Regions from separate parts of the Oncorhynchus mykiss genome. Here region 1 is linked to region 2. A link is a contact called in public Hi-C data. All regions are on one chromosome and are shown on one strand. The core of a region is the stretch at or near the end of the contact, and the rest is flanking DNA. Distances in the headings are between cores, read along the strand shown. Region 1 holds the start of adprm (manganese-dependent ADP-ribose/CDP-alcohol diphosphatase). Region 2 holds the start of pts (6-pyruvoyl tetrahydrobiopterin synthase).

The links. A called contact is a pair of places that touch in the nucleus more often than the background predicts.
Region 1: a Hi-C map of liver shows a contact between it and region 2, with 3 times the contacts expected there. The contact joins the promoter of adprm here to the promoter of pts in region 2. A contact is called at or near these places in 2 of 3 Hi-C or Micro-C datasets (blood and liver).

What each region holds. Positions count from the first base shown.
Region 1 is chr20:7,671,544-7,677,713 of USDA_OmykA_1.1, forward strand. It overlaps adprm (manganese-dependent ADP-ribose/CDP-alcohol diphosphatase), which reads left to right and starts at 2,806. Exons shown (of 3, transcript XM_021575571.2): 1 at 2,806-3,653; 2 at 3,960-4,082; 3 at 4,202-5,462. The coding sequence starts at 3,077. The coding sequence ends at 4,491.
Region 2 is chr20:7,523,752-7,529,515 of USDA_OmykA_1.1, forward strand. pts (6-pyruvoyl tetrahydrobiopterin synthase) reads left to right here and starts at 1,771. Exons shown (of 7, transcript XM_021575572.2): 1 at 1,771-2,271; 2 at 2,560-2,641; 3 at 2,997-3,076; 4 at 3,258-3,280; 5 at 3,475-3,531; 6 at 3,733-3,803; 7 at 3,924-4,934. The coding sequence starts at 2,178. The coding sequence ends at 4,047.

The sequences.
Region 1 (6,170 bases), core at 1,556-4,055, 150 kb after region 2:
AGGCCATGCTGGCGAAGTAATTACATTATAGCAATTAAACACTTCTTCTTTGGTATCATGTTGTTTGTGCATGTCGCCACCTACTGTGATGTAGTGTGTGTTTAATACAAAATGCTCCTGCACCATACCAACGGGCTGGGCGGATGGCACACCACCCCTCAACACACCCTGTAATTCTTCTGAAGTCAAATCTCGTATACCCTTATATTTCTATGCAGCTGCCACCACAGCATCTATTTTCTGGGATTTACATTCCATTGATGCGGTACAGTTGATAACCATTGCTATGAATGCTAAGAAGACAACATTACTGAAGCATAAATCACTCATTGGCCTTTCCCTCTGTGCTGGCACAGACCTACTACTCACTGGGATCCTCTCAGGATCCCTCACCCTTGACCAATCCTTTACTTTCTTCACTGCCTCAGCATACAACGCCTTCTGCACTACTCTGACCACTCCAACCTGCCTCTCTCGCATCGGACACTTCCGATCACCAACAACATGGTCACCCCTATAGTTGACACGCACACCTTTATCCACTGAAACTACATAATCCTCTGTCCCATGCATCTCCTGCACACTTCCCACATCGTGGAATTTCCCTCCTACACGCAGCTGCTACATGACCAGAAATGTTGCACCTGATTCTGCACAAAAGCTCTAACAGGATGATATATCCTAACATGACTTTGTCAGGCAAAGACTATGACTCAAAAGGACTGATAGTGACTCATCTGTTTCACCACGCTCAACACCGGGTCTGTGTCGCACCAAATCGCGGGCATCACAAACACCAGGAATTTTCAACTTCAATTGCTCCATCTCCACACTTAACGCTACACAAGAAATCACTCTTTTCAATGGTGCTCTGTTCCTGAGAGCAAAGCAAGAAACAGATCTTCACCCAAGTTGCATGACATGGAGCACCTGTTCTCTCTGGTCAGAAGAAAGGTTACCTTCACTGATTTGCCTTTCTCACCCACCCTGAAACCACAAATGGATCTCCCTAAAGGCAAGTGTGCACTTTCTCCAAAAACATCACTCCTAAGAGACCAGATTCTTCTTTACCATGTCCAACGATGCCAGGCTCTGGTTACAAGCTCTTTACCACACCTTCCACCTCACTTAACTCGACCTCATTCGCTTCCATTTCCCCTCAAGAACTCGGTCTGGCGCTCAGCTCACTTTGTTTGCACTTGACACCAATCTTCTTTGACACCCCATCCCCATTTTTATCGCAATCTTCCTCAGATTCAAATCCAACCTATATTTTCCTCAGTCTTTTCAACCTCCTCTTCCTCTTTTTCCACCTCCATTCCCCCTAATAAATCCACGTCTCTGTGCCCCTGTCCCTATATTCCAGTTTTTCCCCCCATGATTCCCTGAATGGGGAATTGGGATTCCTTGAAAATGTTGTTTGAGGTTGCAACAGTAACCAAGGGGGGCAGAATTTAGCGAAAGGTCAATTGTTTTTTAGGATCTTAATAAAACATGAAACAGCCTGAATAGTGGGCGAGTTCAAACACACCTCTAGGTCTATGTGATTAATATAAACATGTAAAGACTAAAGACATATTTAGTTTACTGTGTGACCCGGTTCAATAGCCAGTGGGGTGTAGTATTACTACCTTCTAGTGTCAACACTGTGAAAATACGGGGGAGGTCACTTTCACATTTTTTGATGAGTCAGTAGAGCCACATTACTATACCTGCTAGATTTGTCTATGGCCCTGTTCAATATTTCACGAGAGTCCCGTGCATTTGGTGGTAGTGCAGTACTTGTCTGTTGTTTAAGTAGCCTGCCATGCAATCCCAATACTGTATCTAATACTGCGCAGTTGCAGCGCAGTTGGGATGTTCGTGAACAACTGCACTGACAGTAGTCGGAATTACCGTTCTTCTAGCATCAGGATATTATGCTGGCAGCTGGATCGAGGATATGTCTTTCTCAAAATAAGAGTTCCCCTGCAAAGACATGCTAAACTTTGAGAATATCGTTTTTTTGGGGTGTAGTACAACTGTTTTTCACAGCATTGCAACCACATTTGAAGAAATAAATAGATATTTTGACGCTTTTTATTATTTTGTATTATTTATACAGCGTCGGAAATACTCAGTAGGTTCGCTACTAACCAAATATGGTTAGTTTTTGAGGGGGACTGAGTCGCACGCATTTTCGCCGACCCCTCCATAGCCCCCAATGCATTATACTGTACATGGGATACATGTTGGTTTGTAGAGATAATTTTTCTACTCAGTAGGGTCTCTACTAACCAAATATGCAGTTTTGGAGGGGGGCTTTGTCGTAAATATCTAGCAGCACTTCGTTCTCCACCGTTCCATAGACCCCAATGCAATAAACTGAGACAGGAATAAAAGTTTTCTCTCTACAAGCCAATATGTATCCCATGTACAGTATGTTACAGTGTATTGCATTGGGGCTATACAAGTGGTGGAATACGAAGTGCTGCTGGATATGTACGATACAGTTAGAGACCCTACTGAGTATTTCCTACCCCACTTTAGCTGACACAGTTAGAAAAGTTGTCTTTCTACAGCCCAAAATACGTGTCAACGTAGTATTTTTTTTGTTATATTGGTCTTAAAAAATGTTTTTTAAACCAGATGTTGTATTTGTTTTCATGAATTGCTTATTGTATGTTCTTGTTCGCACAATAAAAGTGGCCATTGATTCGATTCCATATCTATTGAATGAAATAGTTGTTGACAGTAGTTATTCACCTTGCAATGTTTTGAACTGCGGGCTTTTATTTTGAAAGTTTTCTCATACAAACGTGACGTTATCATGTGTGCTGCTGGCAGAATACTAGTGCAGTCGGACATGTAACAACTCTACCGGCGTTTTAGAGAAACTGTAACCTAACTGTATCAATTGACATTGAAACAACGTACAGTATCTAGTACAAGAGGACAACAGCCACAGAATATCCTGGCAACCTTCACTCCATTCTAGTAGGTAGAATAAAGAAGCGTTCTGGCAGCGGTCAAAAATGTTAGAAGGTTAGCTAGCTTTCTCAAGTGGACTAAAAGTAGAAGTTTGATCAATAACATCATGACAACCGGAATGGAGAACTGCGACAAACCACTGTTTACATTTGGAATAATCGCAGACATTCAATACGCCGACATAGATGATGGCTTCAATTTCAAACGCTCAAGGAAACGATACTACAGGAACAGTCTTCGCCTATTGCACAATGCACAGAAAAGGTGGAGCGCGGATACTGTCAAACCCCGGTTCATCCTTCAGCTCGGTGACATTATCGATGGCTTCAACAAGAGGCACGACGCATCAGAGCGAGCCCTGGAAACGGTGATGAAAGAGTTTGACTCCTCTCCGGTTGAAGTCCACCACGTGTGGGGCAACCATGAGTTTTATAACTTTAGCAGAGACACCCTAATGCGGTCGGTTCTCAATAGTACTACAGATTCTGAAGCAGGAGGGGGGCATCTCAGCAGCTGTGAAATCTATGCATATCATTTCAGTCCAGCCCCCAAATACCGATTTGTCGTTTTGGATGCCTATGATGTGAGCCTACTAGGGAGAGAGGAGTCCAGTCTGAAATACCAGCAGGCTATTGCTATTTTAAAAGCCCACAATGACAATGAAGATCTGAACCATCCCCCAGGTAGGTCTACTGTTAGTCAGGAGGTCTGGACCTTTAGCCTATAGCACAGGTAGTGCACTTGCCCTGTTAACTGCAGGGTAGCTAGTTTTAAACACTGTTCCCGCACAAGTGCTACACTAATCTCATCATCACTTATGAGCAGAATAGCCTACCACTAGTAGCTACTAATTTATTGACACTGCACAATTCCATGTAGCTTGACTGTGGAGAACCTAATGCCACAGTAGGCCCTGAGAATAAGAGGTGTTTCATGTGAATTGAAGTGTTTGACATTTGTTTAATAATGTCTTTCTCCATATGTTTTAGCACCTGTGGGGATGGAGCAAAGGTTTGTGAAGTTCAATGGAGGATTCAGTCAAGATCAGCTGGACTGGCTGGAAGGAGTTTTGTCGTTGGCAGACAACAAACTGGAGAGGGTCACCATTGTCAGTAAGTCAAGTCATGAGGCCTACATAACAAATGTCATAGCAGTCATCATGACATTTGAAATCCCTAATGTGACTCAATAGACGAATTGACTAAATAATGTTGACTGTTTTCTTGTACAGGCCATCTCCCTATCCACCCCAGCTCTACAGATCCTATCTGCCTAGCCTGGAACTACGATGCGCTGCTCTCCATACTCCAGGCCCATAAGAGTGTAGTCTGCTTCATGGCAGGACACGACCATGATGGAGGCTATCACAGAGATGACTCCGGAGTGCACTACCTAACACTGGAGGGGGTGATAGAGACCCCCCCGGACAGTGATGCCTTTGGTACAGTCTCTGTGTATGAGGACAGAATGTTTTTAAAGGGATATGGAAGGATGTCTGATAGAATACTGATGTATCCATGATAATGCCAAAGATTCTACGGCTGTACGGAATCTGGGGAGGGACAATTCCTTGGGTCCTCATATACAGAGTATACCAAACATAAAGGACACCTGCTCTTTCCATGACATAGACTGACCAGGTGAATCCAGGTAAAAGCTATGATCCCTTATTGATGTCACTTGTTAATTTCACTTCGGTCAGTGTAGATGAAGGGGAGGAGACAGGTTCAATAAGGATTTTTGAAGCCGTAAGACAATTGAGACATGGATTGTGTATGTGTGCCATTCAGAGGGTGAATGGGGAAGACAAAATATGTAAGTGCCTTTGAACGGGGTATGGTAGTAGGTACCAGGTGCACTGGTTTGTGTCAAGAACTGCAACGCTGCTGCGTTTTTCACGCTCAACCGTTTCCCCAGTGTATCAAGAATGGTCCACTATCAAAAAGACATTCAACCAACTTGACACAACTGTGGGAAGCATTAGTGTCACCATGGGCCAGCATCCCTGTGGAACGCTTTCGACACCTTGTAGAGTCCATGCCCTGACGAATTGAGGCTGTTCTGAGGAGGAGGGGGGGGGGGGGGGGGGGGGGGGGGGGGGTGTATATACATATTTCATTTTCTGAGTTAAAATGGGCCAGTGGTTAAAATAACTCTTTATACCAATATTGATTTAAGTGGAAGACAACAGGTACTGATAAAACATGTTGCACATTCCATCTGGCCTGAGATTGGGTGCCAAAGAGTGGGAGAATGTCTCTTCATAACACATAAACACACTTTCTCTCATAATATGTTACCTCAATAAGTTGATATTGTAGCTATAAATTATGTTATTGTGGTGATAGACCTATTGATAATTACCTATGAAAAATGAATGCTATGACAAGAGTAAATGGATTAATCTGTGTATTGCGCTGTAAGGGGTTCATTATTTTACCTTCAATAAATGTAATTTGATTTCTAAATGTTCCTGTAATAGTTATGCAAATTAAGTTTATTGTCATTACTAAATATATGCCATTTGATACATTTATCCAAAGCACATGACTGCCATGGGGCTAAGAGTATAAGAAGCACCAAAAGACATTCAACCAACTTGACACAACGGTGGGAAGCATTGGAGTCACCATGGGCCAGCATCCCTGTGGAACCAGCATCCCTGTGGAAGGCAACAGGAGACTCACGGCTGGAGGAGGCTCACGGCAGATCACACTTTAAGAAATGTATTTTTCTTTATTCTACTACTTAAACCCTTTCATACATTTCCTTTCTTATTGTAACATATTCAGGGGGTAGCCCTGACCGGTAGCCCTGACCGGGAGCCCTGACCGGTAGCCCTGACCGGGAGCCCTGACCGGTAGCCCTGATATATGCTACACTATATTTGATCTTTCCACTGACCCGTCATACCTCACACCAGCTTCAGACAAACGCCCATAGGAAACTGCGTTGAACAAGGACAATATTCTGCTGGCCCTGGGCCAACCTTACAATGCCTCCATAACCCCCATTCAATAAATTAGTATGTTCGTTCATAGCCTTCCCTGTAGCCATATCAACTGGATTACTCGACTCAAAAATATGGGCTCCCGAGTGGCGTCACTACAGACACCCTGGTTCGAATTCAGGCTGCATCACAACCGATCATCTTGTAAACAAGAATTTGTTCTTAACTGACTTGCCTGGTTACATTTTTA
Region 2 (5,764 bases), core at 521-3,020:
TCCCCAAGGGTGAGTATCGGGTGAAGTATAAGCATACGTTCTGCTTTTTCTTTCAATTTTGGTTGAAGGTTTTCCCAACTGTTAGCCCTTCAAAACAATCATTGTCATGTTTTACCCAATTTTCTTTAATACGTCCTTTCCTTAAACCTTTGTTTGAGATCCGTGGTCTGTTTCTGGTACGAAGCATCAGAGCTACATATCCTTTTAATGAGGCTGAATTGACTTAAAGGGATACTTTTAATGAGTGGGCATGGATGGAAGTGGTCCCCTCTAAGGAGGGTGTTACTATCCATATGTTTCCTATAGAGATCTGTAGAGAGGGAGGTTTTGCCCATAATAACCATCACATTGTGATAGGTCATAGTTATTGGTGAAATTAAGGTGCTCATTCATAGAGTTTGGATAGGCATGGAATTCCAATAGTTCTTCCTGGGTCCCTGTATACACTATAGATCAGGAAAATATCATCCAAATATCTCAGAATGAGGAAAATATTGGGAAGAAAAGGGTTAAGTTCTGGATTCAGCACCACCTGTTTTGCTAACATTCCTAGATACATGTTAGCATAATTAGGAGCCATAGTGCTTCCCATTGCTGTCTCTTTGGTCTGGAGGAAAAGGCTCCTCTGAAGAGAAAATTCTTGGAGGTTAGTACCAGTTCAGCCAAGTCCACAACACAATTGGTACTGGGTAGAGCATTAAGGGGTGTTCATTGAGGTAGAATATAGGATGGTAACATCAAAAGTACAAAAAAATAAATAAATCTGGTATAGAGTCCACAGATTTAAGGAGATAAAATCAAGGATCTCTGGTGTACGTGCGGAGAGAGCTCACCCAGGGCTTCACAAAAATGGTCTACAAAGGTTGAAATGTTCTCTGTCAGAGATCAGTTGCTACTCACAATAAGCCAGCCTGGTATAGCTGGCGTCTTTTTAATTTCGGGGAGAGTGTAAATGACAGGTGTGGTTGGGCAGGCAACTTTCATATATGCAAAATTCTGTCTTTGTAATTTCCATTTCATTCAAAAACTTAAAACAGTTCATCATGGATCAGAGACTTGAATTGATTAGTAGGATCCCCAGGGAGTCTTTGCAAAATAAATCATCTCTGAGAATTTTCTTTCCATAGTCTGCAGCATTTTACATCACTATTGCACGTCCTTTGTTGGCAGGTTTTATAATGATAGTGGAGTCATTCTTGAGTTCCATAAGGGATACTTTCTCTGCTTTCGACATATTGCTGAATACCTTGTGTTCTTGTTTCTTAGCCAGGAGATTATGTGCATCTTTCTCAACTAGGTGACAGTATTTTTCAAGAGAGGTATTTCTTTTGGGAGGTATACGTGTGCTTTTTCTCTTAAAATATGTATTTTCCCCGTATCATGTCCTCAGAGCGAGAGTCAAGTTCATTGTCATTCTGGTTATCAATGGGAAGAGCATTAACACTCTGTCCTGTCTGGTTACTTGTCTCATTCAATGTATTTACATTGGCAGGTGCATAGGGAGCAAACCCCATTACCAAAGAATTCAGTCAATCTCAAGCTGCGGAAAAACTTTGGAAGTCTATAACGGTATTACAGTCATTGGCCTGTGCCGTTGGGACAAATGACAGTCCCTTACCTAAGGCAGATGAGCATGTGTTTGACAAGTTCATTACAATGTCTTCCTCCGTGTGAGTCGGAGGGACTTCGGGTGTTATGCGTTATCCACACTTCAATGTTTTGAAAGGTGGGCTTTTATTTTGAAGGTTCTCTCATTACCATACAAAGTGATGTCTGGGTTTGTGCTGCATGCAAAATATTAGTTGGTTGAGAGCCCCACAGTGGAGGTTGTCATAATACTCATAAAACCTAGCGTCAAACAGAGTAGTTCCAATGGGTTTTCCACCATTAATGGTTCTCATAGGGAATTTTTAGAAACACTTAATAAGGGCTGTGTTTCGGGTAGACTTACCCTGACTTGACCCTTTGATAACCATGTAAATCTCTCTCGGATATGGTGACTTTGATCAATATAGTCGGCTGTATTTACACTCGGATTCGAAAACGCTAATTGGCATCATGCAAGACTACAAATCCCTGCAAGCTCCTGCACGTCATCTCTAGCTGACGCCTTTGCTAACAGGTATTGTGCACAGGAGGTTGGTGGCCGCTTAATTAGGGAAGATGGCCTCGTGGTAATGGCTGGAATTGTTTTGCGGGTAAATACAGGCGAATATATTGACAGTCTCCTTGGCCTAGAGATTTACACGGTTATCAAAATGTCACGCCAGGGTAAGCCTACACGAAACACAGCTCCTAGTTTGTTTTAAAAAAATGCCTATGGGAAGAATGTATGAAGGAAAACCTATTGGAACCATTTCCCTGTTTGACTGCTAGGTTTTATGGGTAGTATAACTCATACCGTGGTACTCTATTGTCGCTGAGCGTTGAATGACCTGAAAAGACTAGGGGGCGTGGACTCGATTCTCCACACGCCCAGCATAACCTATTTAACGGCATCTGCGACGACTATTAATTACATTGTTTACTTCTGTTCATCTGTCATTGCAATGGCACAAGCCGATTCAAGAAACGAAGTAGCAGAGCGCATTGGATACATCACACGAGTCCAGAGTTTCAGCGCGTGCCATCGATTGCACAGGTACCAGTGCAATCCTTTTCTATCTTTTTTTGTTGTTGTAAACGACGACGCAATAGGCAGCTTAATGCAGGGTTGCCATCTAGAAACTGTTGCAGAGGCTGCGAGACGAGTGCAAGATGGAAAGCATTTTGGTATGATTGTGTTTCCAGTGAGACGTTTTATTTGATAGAAGGGAGAGTTTAACGCCACGAAACGAAATTGGAATCAAGCATGACCTGTTGCGTCAATCCCGGAAGATCATGGGATCTGTAGTTCTATTGTAGAGACAGCGAAGCCATCAACTTCTTAAAATTGTTAAAGGTTTTTATTATATATTTGTTGAATTGAAACCTCATGTATTGTGTTGTCTCTCCAGCCCGACGTTGAGTGATGAGGTAAACAAGAAGATATTTGGGAAGTGCAACAATCCCAATGGCCATGGACACAACTATAAAGGTCAGTCATTGGTCAAGGTCTCATCCAAACATGCACGTAGGACCAATAGGACCAATTCTGTTGTCAGTTATTGTCTGATTCACAGTTGGCCTATAGGTTACATAGCTGTCCTGTTCCATAACTTCAAACTGGGTCTAACCCAATGTTTATCTAAGGCTCTGTTGTGTTTTTATTTTTGTAGTAGAGGTGACGGTACGGGGAAAGGTAAGTCCCACCTGAGACTTTGCGTCGTACCATATTCATAAAAACACGACTTACAAAACATTCTCATGGTTGCTAGTGGTATAAACACACCAGTAAATCACATGACACTCATGATATGAAAGCAGTCTGCCTCCTTGGTAATGGATGTTGGAAACACACAGACCGTCACAGAGCTTCTCTTTGTCCATCTCCAGATCGATCGTCACACAGGCATGGTGATGAACATTACAGATCTGAAGCAACACATCGAGGTGAGACCCTCCCTTTCTTCCAATCCAATCCTGGACTTGACTTTTTTGATTTGAAGCGAAGGCTATGCTTTGATAGCGTAGGCTGCTAGACTATTAATTTCTTCATTAGTTTCACATTTATAGCGCATTTTAGAGAATAAGGAAAATGTGCATTAATTAATTTGTGTGTTATTTACAAACTCATGTATAATTCTGATACAGGAAGTCATCATGATTCCGTTGGACCATAAAAACCTGGATAAGGACGTCCCCTACTTTGCTAATGTTGTCAGGTGTGTGCTCCTCTACTGGACCGTAGCCTTATGTTTATGAGTAACGGGTGGATTTTCAGTTCGGAGCATGTGATTCAGAGTTTCCATGGTTTAATTTTTTTTTTTTTGTCTGCTGTACAGCACAACAGAAAACGTGGCTGTATATATCTGGGACAACATGGTCAAGCAGCTACCAGCCAATCTTCTCTACGAGGTCAAGATTCACGAGACTGACAAGAACATTGTTGTATATCGAGGAGAATAGCCAGCCACCTTCAGTACCTTGTAATTAGTACGATCTTTACTAATTTATATTATGTAGTATGCACATCTCACATTTGAGTTCATAGATGGACTTATGCGATGTGTTATGATAGTATTAAAGTGCAGAGTTGAGGTTATCCTATTGAATAGTATTGTGCATCATGTGCTGGTGCAATCCACTCTACAACTTTGTTATAATAATAAATGGAATTGCTTGTGCCTCTCTACAATGCATCTACAATAGAGAACATCTAGAATGTACCTGACTACAGATTGACCACTAGAGTGCAGGATCTGAATGCCTCATAGCCCAGTAAGCAGCTTGACTTGACTGAAATGTCTAGTTTAGGGGTGTCAAACTCATTCCTTGGAGGGCCTAGTGTCTGCTGGTTTTTAGTTTTTTCTTTTAATTAAGACTTAGACAACCAGGTGAGGAGAGTTGCTAATCAGTGACCTTAATTCATCAAACAAGTACAAGGGCTCCCAAGTGGCACAGCGGTCTAAGGCACTGCATTTCAGTGCTAGAGGCATCACAACAGACCTTGGCACAATTGGCCCAGCGTGTGTTTGACCAGGGTAGGCTGTCATTGAAAAATAAGAATTCGTTCTTAACTGACTTGCCTAGTTTAATAAAGGTTAATACAAACAGGGAGGAGCAAAATCCTGCAGAGACTAAGCCTTGTGTGGAATGAGTTTGAGACATGGTATAGTATGTCAAATCATCAACAACAACAAAAAGGTTCAGAGACTGTCACACTGTTTGTGGGAACAAGCTAAAATGGGCTTAGAAAAGCCATAAATGCTTATTGTTTCATTCTAAATTCTCATCAACTGATATTGATCAATTACCATTTAAAAAAAAAAAAAAAAAAATCACCTTTTATTTAACCGGGTAGGCAAGTTGAGCAAGTTCTCATTTACAACTGCGACCTGGCCAAGATAAAGCAAAGCAGTGCGACAAAGACAACACAGAGTTACACATAAACAAACATACAGTCAATAACACAAAATAAAATATTAAAATATATGTACAGTGTGTGCAAATGTAGGGAGGTAGGCAATAAATAGGCCATAGAGGTGAAAATAGTTACAATTTAGCATTAATACTGGAGTGATGGATGTGCAAGTAGAGCTAGTGGGGTGCAAGAGGGTAAGTAATAATATGGGGATGAGGTAGTTGGGTGTGCTGTTTACAGATTGGCTGTGTACAGGTACAGTGATCGGTTAGCTGCTCAGACAGCAGATGCTTAAAGTTAGAGAGGAAGATATAAGATTTTGTTTTGCAATTTGTTTGAGTCATTGGCAGTAGAGAACTGGAAGGAAAGGTGGCCAAAGTAAGTGTTGACTTTGGGGATGACCAGTGCAATATACCTGCTGGAACGTGTGCTACGGGTGGGTGCTGCTATGGTGACCAGTGAACTGAGATAAGGCGGGGCTTTACCTAGCAAAGACTTGCAATATTGAACAGTAGGCTACCATATTTCGTTAATTGTTGGGGCACAATATTCTGGAGTGTCTCACATGGACCTGGAGTGGCTCTCTTTACTTTCCTTTTAAAAAGGATTAGATCTCGTGACTTGTATAAGATCCTACAGTATGATCTTATACATGCACAGCCCTGGAACATGAACTACAGTCCCCACCATCTCGGTCTTCTTGTTATGAGCTCCTCCACAGATGAATAAAGCATGTATATACTGTAGTATATCCCGGCACCT